Linked DNA regions of Sus scrofa: region 2 is linked to region 1. The links are chromatin contacts, called in public HiChIP or PLAC-seq maps. All regions are on one chromosome and are shown on one strand. The core of a region is the stretch at or near the end of the contact, and the rest is flanking DNA. Distances in the headings are between cores, read along the strand shown. Region 1 has its middle 140 kb from the start of TMEM167A. Region 2 overlaps XRCC4 (DNA repair protein XRCC4).

Region 1 (2,522 bases), core at 10-2,509:
CTTAGTTAATGTCTTTCTTCCCCATCAGTTTATATGCCCATGAAGGAAGCAATCATGTTTATTTTCCTCACTGTTGTGCTCTCATTTCCTAGCATGGAGGCTATCAAGACATATTTGTTGAATGAAGACTGTTCTGGGACAAACATTCCTAACAGCATGGTTTTAATAGAATTATATGGCTCTGGGCATTGGTGGACTTGTGAAGAGAACTTCAAAGTCAAAACTCCTGTCAGTAAGAGCAGGAAACTGGAGGTTGGTCCCTGACAAGGCCCCTGACTTGGGGCTGCAATAATGCTGAATCCCTGCAGTGGAGGAACAGCCATTGCTTCTCTTCTCTGTCAATAGTGAATTAAGTGTGTGTTTATGGGGCTCACGGTTATTTTCTTTTGAGAGAGTTAATTGATGGAAGGTTAAATAAAGCCACAAGTTTTTACTTAAAGAAAACAGAGAAAATGAAGGATTACTTTAATTATGACCAATGTGTCAAAAGAAATGTTTCCCAAATTAATCTTTTCTGGGAGTGCAACAATTCTTCCTATAATTCATTTTAACGCCTCATAAAAAAAAAAAAAAGGAGGGGGCTCATTCTACCCAATCCTTCTTTTATAGATACACACACAGTGTTCGGTCAGCTCTCACTTAGATTACAACAAGCAACGTGAATTAATTACAGGCATTAAAGCTTTTCTTTCCAAGGTGTTTGCTTTCTAAGGATTAGTTTTCCCACGTTAGCTGCAGGAGGCACCCCTTTCTGGTTAAAGGAGAGGCTTATTCTGGAAAGTGACTAGGAAAGCCTTAGTACCGCTCCCTCTCCTTTAAAATATCCCAAATCCTCCAGGATGTTACACATCCAGTTGTGTCTTTTAAAGGCAGCTCAACTGAATTCTTCCAAGGAAAGAGCAGAACAGTCTTGGAATGGTTTGAGTGTTAACATTTGTTCTTAATCTATCAAAATTCTCCTACTCATGTTCTCAGAGTTTGTGAGTATTCTCTGAAGCCTTTTCAGAGCTGGAAATCAGTCCAATTCCAGTAGTAGGGGAGGGTTGAAAAGGATGGAGGAGGTGTTCTGTCGATTTCTTTTTTTCCTACAATGTTGACGAGTAAGAAAACTCGAAGACCCTACTTAGAGGTCAGTGTTTGTTTTTCTGTTTGTTTGGGTTTTTTTTTTTCTTTCTTTCTGTCTTGGTCTCTCTAAGAGGAACATGTTGGTAGGGGAGGGAGTGTAGAAAAATAGAAAGGGAAGGGGGAAGTGTGGAAAGAGGATGGTCTGAAATTGTGGATGGTACATGTAGGGTGAAACTGTCAGAATTTAAGTAGCTTCCTCTAACTAACCTGCCAGGAGCTCTGCGTGATGACATTGTAATGGTTCTGCAATCTAAAACCCCAGGAAAGGCAAGGAAAAACGGTGGGTGGGGAAATTTGAGGTTTCCTATACAGTAACTTCTGGCCAAGAGCCAGACTCTTTCAGGGTTTAGCAGTCATGTTCAGACTGGCCATGTTTCTTGTTTTGTTTTAACTTTACACACTCATGCAGATTTTCTGGAAGTTCAAGAAGAGAGTTCAGAATGTGTTGGCCTCGCCTGGTATGATTTGTGATAAACAGTAACCTTCTGCAGGGTTTAACAGCAATTAGACAAAGCACACGCAAAAGAACACAGGGTAACTTCATGTAGTATTAAGGAGTCGTCAGCATAAAAGTCCATGAAATACTAGGTCTGTGAGCAATAGCAGAGCAGATCAGCAGAAGAAGTTACTGAAGATAAGTGCCTGAACGTAACGCTGGATATAAGGCAGGCAGCAGGGGATAAAATTCCTATTCAAAAGGAATAGGTCATAAATCTCTATCCCTCGTCCCAGCAGAGGAGGTCAACTAAATGTATAAACCAACTAAGGATCTGGAAAGAGAACAGCAAGTCCTTTCCTTTTCCCCAAATGCAAGAGAAATGGATATAATTTTACAAATAAGTGAGGAATAGATCTTACCAGATCCCCACATCCCACCCCATGGTACTGACACTGATGACTTGCTCTGGGTTGGATGGCTAACTTTAGAGGCTCTTAGCATTGAAAATATTATGAGATCTTCTCCACCAGCAATTTAGAACAATACCTAAAGAGTGAAACACAACTTGCAAGGAGTGCTGAAATCAGAGTAGCTTCTTTCTAGATGTTTTGACTGCAGAAGCTGGATGAGTTCATGGATTGGAGTTTGACTTCTCTTACTGGCGTGGGGTTGGTGGCCCAGCTTTGTTGGTGTCCTGGACCCATGCTGAGTCTGCTGGTTGGCTGACCCTCCCCTGCCTTCCAGATCCATACAGGGCCCCGGAGAAGGCAGAGCGAGAGGGCCCAGGGCCCAGGTACCGATCACTGTGGAAAGCCTTGCAGAATAGTCTTCCTGCAGAAGGGGCTGTTGTTCCTGGGCCTCAGTGCTCTTGCGCAGTGAGGAGGGCATGGAGCAGCTCCCTTCCCTCCATGGGCTGGGCTGCTGCATCCGAGGTGGCCTGGGGGGAGGTGGCGCCCTG
Region 2 (2,522 bases), core at 10-2,509, 410 kb after region 1:
TAGGAAGAAATATTATAAGCATGCCTCAGGCAATTAAATAATAAAATATGTTATGGGGGCTTTGTCTGCTTCAAGTTTTGCATTTGTACTTTTTTTTTTTTGTCTTTTGTCTTTTGTCTTTTGTTGTTGTTGTTGCCATTTCTTGGGCCACTCCCACGGCTTATGGAGGTTCCCAGGCTAGGGGTCGAATCGGAGCTGTAGCCACCGGCCTACGCCAGAGCCACAGCAACGAGGGATCCGAGCCGCGTCTGCAACCTACACCACAGCTCACGGCAATGCCGGATCCTTAACCCACTGAGCAAGGGCAGGGACCGAACCCGCAACCTCATGGTTCCTAGTCGGATTCATTAACCACTGCGCCACGACGGGAACCCCACATTTGTACTTCTTGATACCTGATTTTGTATTCATCAGTTTTTATTATGTTTTTAAATAGGGCCTAAAAATTGTATAAGCTTCAACCCCTCCCCCAACAATAAAGCCTGGATTCTTTCCTGACAAAAACAGAACATAATTTATTATCTCAATAAATTATTCCAGTACAAAAAAAAAAACAAAAAACAAAAAACATGGCTGTGGACCCTTATTTCAATGAGCTCTACATTGAACTTCAGTATATAAAACATCAAAAGAAGACTTTGGTTAAGGCAGGATCCTGGAGTTCTGCCCCCTCATCCTTTAGGAACAAACTTGTAAGTCATTTGTCCAGTGATTAAGAGAACAGATTCAAGGATCTTTGGAGTTCCCTGGCGGCATGGTGGTTAAGGATCCAGCATTGAGCATTGTTACTGCTGTGGCTTGGGTAGTATCCTTGGCCTGGGAACTTCTGTATGCTGCAGACTCAGTAGGGAAAAAAAAAAAAACAGTTGAGTTTAAACCCATTTCTGGGTGACCTTTGGGGAATGTCTTCTTCTCCCTGACCTTCAGTTTTGTCATTTCTAAAATGCAGCCAATAAGCCCACATTGCAGATGGTTCTGAGGATTAAATGAGCTCATGTAAAACAGGATTGAGCACAGTGCCCGGTGCACGGGAAGAGCTGTGTAAGGTAACAGGTTATTAGTGTTAAAATGCCACTTCCATTTTAGCCAAAATTGTTACAGAGGAGGGATGGGGTCAGGATGATGCGGAAGGCAACAAAAGCTGGTACTGGTGACTAACTAGACACTCCCCTGAGGGCAGTGGAACAGTCTTGTAAACTGAGTTAAATCATTCCCTGGTGCGGCTGACCATGACTAATACAGCTGAAGGGAGTTGGCCACCCTTGTGTAAGGCTTTGTTGGGAAGTTGACCGGACTCTGTGTGCGGAAATTCAGGTCAACGATGAGCGCTAATCCTGTAACTCCTGCCACAGTTCTTATCTTAGAAGAAACTCACCCATTTCCAGAAGAAATTTCAGCCTTTAAGATATGCTAAATTTTCTGGGAATTCCTAACAGGCTTCCTAGAGTGAAATACACTCCATTAATACTGTGTTAATAGCCTTTTGATGAGGCAGGTTGCACTGGTATATAAAATATTAGCATGGAGAGAGGCAGAGGATGTGATAGATGACAAGTAATGGGAATATGAACTGGAAAACTCATGTCGAGAACAGAAAAATGGTCCCCTTGCACTGCAATATTTGATTTCTTTCATTTTTATTCTACTCAGAGTGCAGAGAGGCACCATATTTCAACCAAGTGTGTGAGAAAGGTATTGGCATTAAATAAAGAGCTAGCAATGAGAATGATTTCTTGGAAGTGACTAAAATACATTTCCTCATTTTTTACATATTGCTCCAGATAGGATTGCACAACCAGTGATCTCGCAAGAAATAAGACCTCCATTGCAAATGGTATCTGCCATCAAGATATAAAAGAAAACGCACAAGCCAGTAAAACTGAGGAAAGTTAATTGTTTTCCCCCCTTAGATTTAATCTGTCTAGACTCACTTCATCTTGGTCTGACTTGCTGATCCCAAACCTGGATAAATCGCCAAGACCTTGCTAGGATCCCAAGAAAGGGCAAGACCCCCTAACTCAGGTTATAGCTGTTTCAGAGCTACTTCTGCTTCTTCAGACTCCTTATCATCTGTGACCACTGAGGCTTCTTAAAGGGTATTGCTAAGGACTTGGCATTGAGGGCATATGTGAGCTTAGGCACTAAGTATCAGATTCTTGTTGCAGAGTCCCTGACACTCTCATTCTCAGAGCCATGGCTCTTAAGCGGTGGCTTCTGTCAGTCATGGAAGGTGTCCTCCTGCTTAGAAGAAAGGTAGATTTCTCCCTCAAAGCATGTCACACCCAACTGTCCATGTCTGCATCATGGGTCACTCAGATGTGCTCCCTGAGGTGCGTGCTGGAAACAGAGACATCATCATTATTTCCTCCTTCCTTTACTTATACTTTGAAGAGACAGAAGAGAGCAGGTACCTTTCAAGGTCCCTGCTGTCTGTCCAAGTGTGTCTCTGCTTATGAAGAGTGTCAACAAGCTCAAGAGAACTCATAACTCCCTTCTGGCTTTAGCCACATCTTGTTCCTACT

The links. HiChIP or PLAC-seq counts read pairs in DNA pulled down with a chosen protein or histone mark.
Region 2: an H3K27ac HiChIP or PLAC-seq map of alveolar macrophages shows a contact between it and region 1. The contact joins two enhancer-like sites. A contact is called at or near these places in 1 of 47 Hi-C or Micro-C datasets (embryonic fibroblasts) and 1 of 2 datasets of contacts at active chromatin or transcription factors (alveolar macrophages).

The regions. Positions count from the first base shown.
Region 1 is chr2:91,214,247-91,216,768 of Sscrofa11.1, forward strand. No RefSeq gene overlaps it. Among named protein-coding and RNA genes, the nearest start is that of TMEM167A, 140 kb to the right of the region's middle. Within about 2 kb of position 1,260, at least 13 of the 83 cell types and tissues checked have an H3K27ac peak or open chromatin away from gene starts, as enhancers often do. A contact at or near this core is called in alveolar macrophages, where this site is marked.
Region 2 is chr2:91,626,037-91,628,558 of Sscrofa11.1, forward strand. The region is part of intron 7 of XRCC4 (DNA repair protein XRCC4); the gene reads left to right. Among named protein-coding and RNA genes, the nearest start is that of VCAN, 72 kb to the right of the region's middle. Within about 2 kb of position 1,260, at least 7 of the 83 cell types and tissues checked have an H3K27ac peak or open chromatin away from gene starts, as enhancers often do. A contact at or near this core is called in alveolar macrophages, where this site is marked.